Linked DNA regions of Mus musculus: region 1 is linked to region 2. A link is a contact called in public Hi-C data. All regions are on one chromosome and are shown on one strand. Each heading gives the region's core, a stretch centred on a gene start, on an enhancer-like site or on the middle of the called end of the contact. The rest is flanking DNA. Distances are from core to core; before and after follow the strand shown.

Evidence for each region. Hi-C and Micro-C count contacts between places; a contact is called where the count stands out from the background.
Region 1: a Hi-C map of bone marrow-derived macrophages shows a contact between it and region 2, with 25 read pairs. The contact joins two enhancer-like sites. A contact is called at or near these places in 1 of 15 datasets of contacts at CTCF or cohesin (large pre-B cells), 1 of 484 Hi-C or Micro-C datasets (bone marrow-derived macrophages), 5 of 115 datasets of contacts at active chromatin or transcription factors (the HPC-7 cell line, embryonic stem cells, intestinal villus epithelium and 2 more) and 3 of 9 other capture datasets (adipose tissue, embryonic stem cells and liver).

The regions. Positions count from the first base shown.
Region 1 is chr6:120,155,326-120,161,325 of GRCm38.p6, reverse strand. All of the region lies in intron 1 of Ninj2 (ninjurin 2), which reads right to left. Among named protein-coding and RNA genes, the nearest start is that of Gm25327, 15 kb to the right of the region's middle. Within about 2 kb of position 1,860, at least 133 of the 459 cell types and tissues checked have an H3K27ac peak or open chromatin away from gene starts, as enhancers often do. A contact at or near this core is called in bone marrow-derived macrophages, where this site is marked.
Region 2 is chr6:119,999,842-120,006,531 of GRCm38.p6, reverse strand. Wnk1 (WNK lysine deficient protein kinase 1) reads left to right here. Exons shown (of 28, transcript NM_001199084.1): 2 at 4,167-4,339. Among named protein-coding and RNA genes, the nearest start is that of Mir706, 31 kb to the left of the region's middle. Within about 2 kb of position 4,636, at least 2 of the 459 cell types and tissues checked have an H3K27ac peak or open chromatin away from gene starts, as enhancers often do. A contact at or near this core is called in bone marrow-derived macrophages, where this site is marked.

The DNA.
Region 1 (6,000 bases), core at 611-3,110, 160 kb before region 2:
GAGACACACAGACCAGTGTGGGTCTCAGCCTTCCCAATGCTGCCACCCTTTAATACAATTCTTCATGTTGTGGTGACCCCCTAAGCATAAAATCATTTTGTGGCTACTCCATAACTGTCATTTTACTACTGTTACGAATCATAATGCAAATAGTTGATATGCAGGCTATCTGATATGTGACCCTGCAACCCACGGGTTGAGAACCAGCGCAAAGGACAGAAGCCTGGTGTTGGTGTAACCGCAGCCTCACTAGAAGCTGAGGGTACGGGTGACTTCATTTACCCCAGCACGCAAACACTGCGTTGCCTTTGCTTGCTGCCATAGGGAATTACTAAAGGGCATCACAGAACCAGGGCAAACCAAGAGAAGGCAAGACATGCAACCTACAGGACTCTGGACAGAATCACCTTGTCACTGAGGAGATCTGAGGGAAAAGAGAAAAGGAGGTGAGGAGAGGTGGGGCATCCCAGGGGCGGGGCATTCCAGGGGTGGGGCCGGGATAACTAGGCCTTGAGTTAAGTACATGGAACACTGACCAAGAGGATCCTGTGGGTCTAGTGAGATTGTTCAACATGTAAAGGCACTTGCCCTTTAGTCTGATGGCCTGAGTTCAATCCCTGGGACCCCACTCCCAAGAGTTGTCCTCTCACCTACACACACACACACACACACACACACACACACACACACACACATTTTTTTCTTTTCTTTTTAAGAAAGGTCTGTGGTCATGAGAACCCCTGGTTTCAAATCTTTATGAAGCCCAGTTACACTCTCACCCTTTGGCTTTATGACACCCCATCTTTCTACAACAAATCCTCCCGACTTCACAGTTCCCCCAGTGGATTTTAACCACGATTTCTCCAGAAACCTTTTTTATTCAAGCAACTTGAAGCAGCGTTACCAGAGCGTTTATTACAAATGCTCTTGGCCTCCCCCTAGACCCAGCCAATCAGAATATTGTCCCCTTGTCCCCTTTTTGTTTCAAGGCTTGGGCTGAAACTCAGCCTTGCACACACTGGATGGGCCCTCGGCCACTGAGCCTCACACTTGAGCTGAAGAACCTGACTTTGTTTTTAGATTTGCTTACTCTATTTTAGGAGCGTGGGTACTTTGCCTGCATGTGTATCTGTGCACCACATGTGTGCCTGATGTTCCCAGAGGTCAGAGGAGGGCATCGGATCCCCAGGAACTGAGTATTGATGATTGTGAGTCACTTATGTAGCTGCTGGGAACCAAACCTGGGTCCTCTGAAAGAGTGTAAGTTTCTCTTAACCGCAGAGCCAACTCTCCAACCCCTAGTACCTGCATTATAGGAGCAACTAGGGTTCCAGGTCACCTGTATATCTATTAAAGTCTGAGAAGCAGTGTGCTACACCTGCTTTTCAAGGTAGCATGCTGGGCATACTAGAGATAGCTGACCCTAAGCACGCACCAGGCATCATGGTGCATACCTATAATCCCAGCTTTAGGGAGGTAAAGGTAGGGGAATCTAAAGTTCACAGTTATCTCACTTAACCACTCCTACCCGACCCCCCACCTAGCCCATCCTGGGGCTGCAGGAGAGCTTGAACCATGGGATCAATAGCAGCCCTGTACCACATTACTAAAGCAAGCACAGGACTAAAAGGGCAGAAAACACATTGTATCAGCCGAGGCTTCAGCGCTATGCAGGAACCCAGCAGGTTAGTCAGGTCAGGTATCCCTGGCTGGCAACCATTAAATAAAATCACCTCTCAAGTGTGGCAGTTGGCTGTGAATAAATGACCAATGACTGTCAACATCCCGCTGACACAGGCTGGGTGCTGGGCTAAGGCTCTCTTCTTGGCAGAGAGAGCCTTCTGCCCCTGTGCTCAGGAAGTTGGCAGGAGGAGACAGGCTGAGTTAGTCGCTGCTAATCGCTTTTTCAGACAGAAACCTGTGGCCTACAGGACTAGGGGAAAGGAGAAGTGGGCAGAAAGGAGGCTGGGGGCCCCTGTGGGGGTGGGATAGGAAATCACATTCCCATTCTTGGCAGGAGCTGGCTGCCTCCCACCACTTTTCCTGGTTGAGGTCCTTTGGCAGTCAGCCACAGCCTTTGTGCTGTGGGTGCCACCCCCATTTCAACATGAGCACATTAGAATGGGAGGCGGAATTGTAACGATGGTACAGGCAAGAGGAAATGGACTTGTGGACAGCTGAAGCCCCAGCTCAGCCCTCCATGTGCTGTGACTAAGAAAATAAGAGGAGGAAGAAGAGAAGAAGGAAGAGGAGGAGGAAGAGGAAGAGGAGGAGGAGGAGGAGGAGGAGGAAGAAGAAGAAGAAGACCCCAGCACTCTCAAATTATACATGTGAGAGTCCTTTAAAGTATCATTGGAATCTTACATTATTCATCAGTAACAAACTCTACCATTGAATGTCTGTCCTCATGAAGGCTCAGTGTCAACTCTGGAGCCACCAGTGTAGCAACAGTCAAACACAAACTTCAAAGCATACTGAACACTTAAGACTGCACTAGGTCCGGCCTGCAATCCCAGCTACTAATGAAGTCGAAGCAGTAGGATTAAAGGGTCTCGTCTCAAAATGGAAATTATAAAGAGGGCCAAGGGTATGACTCCATAATGAAGTATCTGCCTATCATATGTGAAATCCTAAATTCAGCCCCTAGTAACACACACACACACACACACACACACACACACACACACACACACACGTGGGGGGGGGTGTGAAATGGAGAGGGAACAATCACTATCTGATTTTGTTAAATCTATTTTTATTTTCTGTGCATTGCTGTTTTGCCTGAATGTATGTCTGCATGAGGGTGCCTGATCCTGGAGTTATGAGTTACCATGTGGGTGCTAGGAATTAATCCTGGGTCATCTGGAAGAATAGTCAGTGATCTTAACCACTGAGCCATCTCTTAGGCACTGAGAGAGAGTTTATTTTATATATGTAAGTACACTGTAGCTGTCTTTATATCTTCAGACACACCAGAAAAGGGCATCAGATCCCATTACAGATGGTTGTGAGCCACCATGTGGTTGCTGGGATTTGAACTCAGGACCTCTGGAAGAGCTGTGCTCTTAAAACACTGAGCCATCTCTCCAACCCCTAAAATATATATTCTAATCCATTTAAATTTCAGAACAACTTCTTGGGGGCAAATGCATTTTCCCATATCACAGGGAAAGCTGAAGTGTCTGAGAGGAGAGACGGTCATGTGTTAATTAATGTCTGTCAGTTTTCATCACCATGACAGATACTGCAAGATGACTCGAGAGGAAGAAAGATTACGTTGAGCTCATGGCTTCTGAGGTGTCAGCCCCCCATGGCTTGATCTTGTCACATTGGACACATCACTGTGAGGTACAGATGTTACAAGGTTGCTCACTTTATGGAGGCCTGGGAGCAAAATGAGAGCAAGGGGTCAGGGTCCCACTGTCCTTTTCGATGTCACAGATTCCTCCTAAATGTTCTGCTATGATGGACTGATGACTAAGCCTTTTGTACACGTTCTTTGGGGGACGGTTATGACCCAAAGCACAACCCCTGTGGAACTGGGATTCAAATCCAGATAGTCTCAGCCCAGAGTGCTAACCAAGCTGCTCAATTCACAACACAGGGGCAGTGTGGTGGGCAAGATGCCAACAGTCGCTCCCACTAGTAAACCCCACTCCGGTCTTAATTAGCAGCTTGGTTTCAGCTAAGTAACTCAGAGGCCGTACAGAATGGGGGCAAGAACAGAGGCGTCATCCAGACCTGGTAGCAAGGCCTGTAATACCAGCTACTTGGGAAACTGAGACAGGAGAGTCACACTTCCAAGGCCTGCCTGGGCAGTTTAGTGAGACAACAGTCTCAAAATAAAAAGTGAAAAAAGGTCCTGGGTATATGCTGCAGCAGGAGAGTGCCCACATAGCATAGTCAGGGTCCTGGGTATATACTGCAGCAGGAGAGTGCCCACTTAGCACAGTCAGGGTCCTGGGTATATGCTGCAGCAGGAAGAGTGCCCGCCTAGCATAGTCTGGGTCCTGGGTATGTGCTGCAGCAGGAGAGTGCCCACATAGCATAGTCAGGGTCCTGGATATATGCTGCAGCAGGAGAGTGCCCACATAGCATAGTCAGGGTCCTGGTAATATACTGCAGCAGGAGAGTGCCCGCTTAGCACAGTCAGGGTCCTGGGTATATGCTGCAGCAGGAAGAGTACCTGCCTAGCACAGTTGGGGTCCTGGGTATATGCTGCAGCAGGAGCACCTGCCTAGCACAGTTGGGGTCCTGGGTATATGCTGCAGCAGGAGCACCTGCCTAGCACAGCCAGGGTCCTGGGTTTGATTCCAGTGCCTTGAAAAGAAAAAACAAAAAGCTGTGGGGAAAGCTGAGGACCCACCCACTCACTCATGGTGCTATCAGTTAGAAAGGTGCTGTCAGTTAGAAAGGAAGGGCACTGGAGCTGAGTGACTTCTGAGCATCTGTCACAGCATGGGCGCTTTCTATGTTCTGTCTTCTGGCTGTCCTGTGCAACCTTAGGCAAGGTCCTGTTCCTCACTGGATCTCTCTCTGTGCCCTGAGAAGCAAAGGGAACCAGGTGACCCAGGGACTTTGTGTTGTCTTGCAGCTAAGAATGGAACCCAGAGCCTTGCACGGGCTCAGCTTGTGTTCTGCCACAGAGCCCCCTCCAGCCCCTCAATCCTTCCTTTCTGCTTTTGCTTTTTCTTCTCCCTGCAGTAATGGGGATTGGGCCCCGTGTCTTGCTTGCTAAGAAGGCTCCTTACCAGTGAGCTAAGAAGGCTCCTTACCAGTGAACTAAGAAGGCTCCTTACCAGTGAGGGACACCCCAGCCTCTTATTTTGTTTTAAATAATTGATCTGAACAACACTTACCAAAGAGGTACCATTTGTGCAAAGAAAGCCCTAGATCATGAACCAGAGGCCACAGAGATGCACACGAGCTGCCTCTGCTTTTGTAAGTCCTCTTTCATTGAGTATGGTATCCACCCTTCCTTCCCTTCTCCCTCCCTTCCCTTCCCCTCCCTTTCCCCTTCCTCCTCCCTCTTCCTGTCCTTCCCCCTCCCTCCTTCCCTTTTTTCCTCCTCTTCCCTTCCTTCTCTTCCCTTCCCTTCTTTACCCCTCCCCCCTTGCCTTCCCTTTTATTTTCTTTATAAGTTGAGCCCAGGCTAGCTTGAAACTCACAACAATCCTCCTGCCTCAGTCTCCCAAGCACTGGAACTCTCAAGCATGTGCTCTCACACTCTGATTCCTTTAAACTTCTCCTTTTTTTTTTTTAATGAAGAAAATGATGGATGAGCATGAAGGTTATGCCACCAGCATTAGTCAGCGTATGAGCCCCGGTTGACTCCTAGTGCAGGACTCTTTCTGTCCCCGTCTCTATCCCTTCATCCTAATATCACTGTGGCTATCGGCTACAGTCCTCTTTGACTTCTTTCCGTCTCTAGCCGCTGACACTCCTCATCCTGTGTGTCTATTTTCCCTATCTGACAAGGGTGGGCAGATGTTTAGAGCTGAACTCCCCAAAACACAGGATCAGCTCCATCAGGTGAATGCAGCTGGGCCCGTTGGAAGCTCTGCTCTTTTGCCTAAAGCCCCACCTGGCACATAAGCCAAGCCAGCTACCATAGACATCATGACTCATCCCCCATCTGCTGACTCGGAACTAAAGCTTTTGCCCCACCATGTAATTACTGGAGAAGAGGAAGTCCTTGACTGGAGATAAAGTGACTCTTCTTGCTCATAGGAAGGGGTCAGAGCACACACTGTCCTATTTTCTGGTTGTTATTAAGCAATAACAATATCTATCTATCTATCTATCTATCTATCTATCTATCCATCTATCCATCCATCCATCCATCCATCCATCCATTCACCTATCTATCTATCTATCTATCTATCTATCTATCTATCTATCTATCTATCTATCCATCCATCCATCCATCCATCCATCCATCCATCCATCTATCTATCTATCTATCTATCTATCTAAGCCATGGTCTTACTATACAATCCA
Region 2 (6,690 bases), core at 3,387-5,886:
TAGTATATGTGCTTGCATGGGTGCTTGCATGGGTGTGTTTAGGCCAGAGGACATCTTTCATCTTTCAGGAGTTCCCTCCTTTTACCATGTAGCTTCTAGGGATTGAATTGAACTTAGGACATGTGGTTTATGGACAAATACCTTTATCTGCTGAGTCATCTCTCAGCCCTTAGCCTTGTTTTTGATCATCATCAGCTGCAGATGGCTTTTGGGAGGATCAAACACAGTTTGACTTCAGGAAACTCTTTATACCAATTCTAGCACCTTAATTGTACCCTGGCTGTTAGCAGCAATCAGCACATTGGACTCCCCGTCTGATAGTGCCCGCCAACACACAGCACTGACAAATTCATTTGTGTCATCTTCTTTCCGATCTTTGTCTAATACACTCTTAACGGTATCAAACTTAAAAGTTAGCAAAGTTTTAGAAAGTCCTTTATAATACAGGTAGAGGGAGTTGTTCTCACTTCCACACGCTATATAATCTCCATTGGAAGCAAGGCCTACAAAGTTTTTTTCATTAATATGACCCTTGGAAGGAATAATGACTAGACTTTCCCTGTCTCGAACTTCTCCATAAATACTTTTGAATCTGAATTCTTATCCCTGTAGAGTTTTTGTTGTTGTGCTGTTCTGCTTTAGTTTGGAAGTGGGTTTTTTTTGTTTTGTGTTTTGGGAGAAAAACAGCCTCTTCTGACCTTAAAAAAAATCTCAATCCTGAGTGCTAAGATTATACCACTATGCCTAGCTTGGCCAGTTTTATGTTATTTATGGGTAATCACCTACCCACCCCAATCTATATTTCAAACTTACTTGCATTTTTATTTATGCTCACCTCATCCTTCTATCTGGAGCAGACACTCTGGCACATTGCCTTTCTTAAGCCCTATGGTTTAATTAATAATGATAGTTTTTAAAAGGTAATAAACAAGAATGTGTTGTAGCAACAAGAAAATTAGTACAGATTGTGATATCAGAAAGCAGTAGAAAATGAGAAACAGTAAAGATAAGTCCCCCAAGCATACATGTATGCATTTCTACACATAAAGTCTTAAAGAGAAGGAGTGAAGGTTGAGAGAAATTTATTTCAAGGGGGGCGGGGAGAGAATATGAATATTTTCCTGAAACAAATGCTTGAAATTTTTATTTAAAAAACACAATTAGAGTAGGCATTGATGATGCACATCTGAGACTGAGATAGGGCTGCAATTTCAAAATTATCTGGGGATACACACACACACACACACACAGACACACACACACACACACACACACACACACACCCCAAGCAATATAAGACCCTCTCAGAAAAGTAAAAGGTTTTTTGAAGCAGATTAATGGCACTGATTGGTTTTACACTCACCAAATTGACAAAGTTGATGTGTTGTAGATAACTACCACATGTGCTCTTGAGCATGTGTAGCAGTGGTAACCTTCAGACATAAGTAAATATCTAGACTGCATAGGCTACTATAATGTACTTAGATGACATTAATTTATAAATAATAGAAAAGATTTCATAGTTTAGGTAACTGGGAAGTTCTCGGTCAACTTGCCATGTCTGGTCAGTACTTACTGTGCCTCAGAGAACTTGTATCATGTTCTTGTTGCATCCTCACATGGTGGAACAGGATGAAGAGATTAATTTCTTCCCTGAAGTCCCCGCCCCCTTATAAAGTCACTACCTAAAGAGTCTACCTCCTAATATCTTTGAGGCTAAAATTTTAATGTGAATCACTTAGACCATAGCAAAAGCACAGAAGAGCAGAAAAGAAGTTGCTTTAGTTATCAAAGTATCTTTTTTTTAGAAGTGGCATTGTATTAGTTATCAAAGTATCATTTTTTTTAGAAGTGGCATTGTATATATCACTAATAGATTCTATGATGTAGTGCAAGATCTAATAGCTATGGTAATTTCCAAGTAGTGATTAATCAGTGGCATTTTGGGATATCTATAATTATTTGTTATTTGATTAAGTCCAACAGTGATTAAAAATTGTAGGTAATACAGAATACTGTTAGATGTTTACATTCATAATTAAGAAATGGCAAGTCTTAATTCAAAGCTAATGAAAATAATATTTGTGCAAGTCTGTAAATCTTTAAAATATTTAGATTTATTTTATGTATGTAAATGAGAGTGTACATGCCTGGTGCTAGAGGAGGTTGGAAGAATGTGCATTAGTATCCCTGGTTCTGGAATTATGGATGCTTGTATGCTATTATATTGGTGCTGGTAACTGAACTTGGGGTCTCTGCAAGACCAACAACTACTCTTAACTAATGAGCCATCTGTCTAGTCCTGTAAGTTTATAAATGAAGAATTTTGTGAATCCTATGAGAAAGTGTCTAAGCTGGGCTTGGTGGCACATGCCTGTAATCCTAGCACTCAGGATGTAGAAGCAGGTACATCTCTGAGTTAAATGTCAGATTGGACTACATAATTAGTTCCAGAACAGCCAGGGTTATGTAGAGAGATCATATCTAAACAAAAGCCCCAGTGTTCTGTAAATAGTTATATATACAAGCCAAAAAAATTTAACAGTATAACCTTATTTCGGGTATTGGAGAAGCAACAAATGACTAAGTGCCTAAAGATTCCTTAGTAGGTAATATATAAACTGTGATATGTTCTTTTTTTCTCTTTCTTTTTTTTGGCAAAGTATAAAAACCAATGATTCTTATACCTAAATTTATGATAGTGTTCATTTAAGGTTAAGGAGTAGAAACGAGGGTCCATTCTAGTTACCCAAAGGATTTTAAATTAGTTTAAATTAGGTGTATAATATTAAAATCACTTCTTTTTGCTAAAACATTGTAATATTAAATCACTTTTAGTTTTGCTGGCAATACTACATTGAGATATCTATACTGAGAGTGACTAAAGATAGTTTCCATTTTAATAAACAGAACAATCAAGACATTGCGTGTATGGACTTTAACAAACTATAAAGCCAAATTGGATTCTTCATCTCAGATAGGAAGTAAATTAGCTCCTGTAAAGGCACCAAGAACTTAACACCTGGTGAAAGCATACTTACTAGATTGCTTGATTATGATAACAATTTTGTTAGATTATACAGCATATTCATAGAAAGTTCTAATTAATACAAAGATATATATCATTTAACTGTTTTTGTTTTTTACCTAAGATATGTTTTTTTCTATATAGCTCTGATTATTAAGTCTTTGCCTATAACTATTCTGTGACATTAATCGCCTGTTTCTAACAATTATTGACTTATTTTGGAAGTGACAAGTTAACTGTATTTTATGGAATGAGATTATATTTTTGACATTGATACTAATGATAAATAATTTCAAGCATCACTTTATAATCCATTTTCCTTAAAGATACAGTACTCTGTTCTCCAACTCTTTTTTTTTTTTTTTTTTGGTTTTTCGAGACAGGGTTTCTCTGTGTATCCCTGGCTGTCCTGGAACTCACTTTGTAGACCAGGCTGGCCTCAAACTCAGAAATCTGCCTGCCTCTGCCTCCCAAGTGCTGGGATTAAAGTCGTGTGCCACCACCATCCGGCTGTGTTCTCCAACTCTTAAGGCACGCAAATGACTTTTATTAGTGTTTCTGTTTCATTTTAATGCTATTTATCATTAACGTATAATTAGCACATTTCTATTGATTTATTTATTTAGGTTTTTCAAGACAGGTTTTCTCTGTATAGCCCTGGCTGTCCTGGAACTTACTTTGTAGACCAGACTGGCCTCGAACCCAGAAATCTGCCTGCCTCTGCCTCAGAAGTGCTGGGATTAAAGGTGCGCATCACCATGCCCGGCGTATTTTATTTAGACAAGTTTTTTTTCCCCCCCCTTTGGTTTTTCGAGACAGGGTTTCTCTGTATAGTCTTGGCTGTCCTGGAACTCACTTTGTAGACCAGGCTGGCCTCGAACTCAGAAATCTAAATATAATCTCTAATGTCTAAAATATAATCTCTGTCTCTGCCTCCCAAGTGCTGGGATTAAAGGCGTGCGCCACCACGCCCAGCTTAGACAAGTTTTGAACTTAGTCTTGCTGCCTCATTGGGGCTACCTGACTTCTGAGATTGTCACCATGTGCCATCTTGACCAGCTTATTTAGCATCCTAATATAGCTATGTGACTTGTGTTTTATCATTTTAAATCACATTGTTTTGTTTTTTGCCTTTTAGGATCGAAAGTTAACAAAATCTGAAAGGCAGAGATTCAAAGAAGAGGCTGAAATGTTAAAGGGTCTTCAACATCCCAACATTGTTCGATTCTATGATTCCTGGGAATCCACAGTAAAAGGGAAAAAATGCATTGTTTTAGTGACTGAACTAATGACATCTGGAACACTTAAGACGTAAGTCAATCAATATTTTCTAGAAATCTCTTGTTTTATATTTACTTTTGTTGTTTAGTCTACTATGACAGAAATAATCCTTTCAACCAATGTGTTTTTACTACCCACAAAATCTTCTTGTATATAAAATAATAAGGTTATTATTTATTGGTAGCTATTGGGATGAGTTTGTTGCTGAATAAACCTAGTTAATTTTAAGTCATATTGATTGATATTTTTAAAATTGAGCAGTTTAGGAAGTAGAAATCAATGTCAAGGTTGCCCTCTAGTGGTTAAAATGAGATTAACAGAGGAAGCACTAGACATGGATGCTGAAAGCTGAACTCAGATCCTCTGCAAGCACTCTTAACCACTGAGAGTCATCTCCATCTCTCTTGGAGAGGATGAAGATGATGATGGGTATGATGATATTCATTCAAGCTCCTTATTCATATACCTGCTTCTTCTACTACTTTACTTTGTAGCACAGTGTCTGAAACTTGATAAATACTTGAGTGGTTTAAAGAAAGTTGTGTGATAGTTGTATGTCTATCTACACCTTGAAAGTCTTTTCAATGATACAGATACCTAGTTGCTTGTCAGCAGTCTGTCACGTTACAATGGTTTGACTTGTATCTTCCTTGCTTATTTATTTGTTTGTTGTTTGTTTGTTTTTTAAAGTCATGACTATTGAGCTAGAGCACTCATTGGTTAAGAGCACTTGTTGCTTTTGCAGAGGACCCATATCTGATTCTCAGCATGGCTGTGGTAGTTTACAAACATGTATAATTCCAGTTCTAGGGATCAAACACCTTTTGACTTCTGTGGCCACCAAGTTTGCATGTGGTACACACACAGATACACAGGCAAAAACATACATAAAATTAATGAATCTACTAGGAAGTTTTCACGATTTATTTTTTTAATTCATGTATAAATGTGTATATCTGTGAGTGTATGCCATATGGGAGTCTTTGTAGTGGGGAAGAGGGTGATAGATTCCTTAGAGCTGAAGTTACAGGCTGTAGTGGGCTGTTTTATTATGGATGCTAGGAGCCAGTATTACAGAGAAGCCCTGTCTTCAGAAAACCTAAACAAAGAAACAAATAAATGTAAAAGTAATGAAAAATGTTAAAAAGTAAAGTAAGAGCTGAGCATTATGATGCCAGAGCCATAGGAGACATACTCTTATTATGTAGCCTTGGCTGATCTGGAACTTGCTATGGAACCCCAGATGGGCCTAGAATTAAGCAGTACATGTGCTTCTGCCTCCAGAGTGCTAGAGTTGATTACAGATACTACACACCAGGAAGAAGAAGAGAAGGAAGAGGAAAGGAAGAAGAAATAGAAGAAACAACAACTATATTAGAGTGTAACTCAGAATCAATTGGTTCTTAACTAGTATGCACAAAATACAAAATCCTGGGTTCATTCAGCCATACCACATAAACTGGGTGTGTTGGTATAGCTGAAATCTCAGTTCTTCAGAGGTTGCAAAAAGTTCAAGCAAGTTCATTTACAGGTATTTAGGAAGTTTGAGGCCAGTCCAGGCTACACGAGACACTATCTTAAAACAAGCAAATGAAAACGATATTGAAAGTCTAGTTTGAAGTTCACATGTAATCCTAGCACTTGGAAGATGTAGGCAGAATCAGGAGTTCAAGGCCAGGCCCAGCTACATAGTAAGTTAAAGGCCAACTAAATGAGACCTGTTCAAACAAAACAAAACTATAGAGAAACATTTTTGGTACAAGCAAAGGGTTGCATGTGAACTGGCTGCTCGCCACCTGTGAAATGCAATGGGGAATTTAACATAAGTTGTTTTAGTATATATCTAAGAATCAGTAGGAAAGGGTAATCCCCAATAAAATAATAAGGGACGACAAATCACCATTATATAAATATGGTACACGTGAAAATGGATACTAGTTTTGTATTCACAAAGTGACAGCTGGTAGAGAGAAAGATTAGAATATAACCCATGTTAAAAAATGTAATTGTCCATAAAAAGCTAAATAAAGGTGGCACTCCAATCAGTAAAAACTACAAAAAGCTTTGGCCCTTTGGATGAAAGAAAAGTCTCTGAAAAATACTCCTCTCCTCTTTGCCCCATTCTCCTCTCCAAGTTGCTATCAATGCCTGTACTTTGTACTCATGTCTATCATTATCTCATGTACAATAATAAATTAATAATATATATTCTCTACTGTAAATTCTGCTGCCTAGCTAGTGCAGGAAACTCAGGCCAAAAGATATGCCATAAGTGAACCCAAATGAAATTTCCATGGACATTTTCATAGTTCATTGATGGTCACACTATGTACAGATAAGTTTTCAAAGGTAGTTTGAATGAGGATGACTCTCACAGGCCC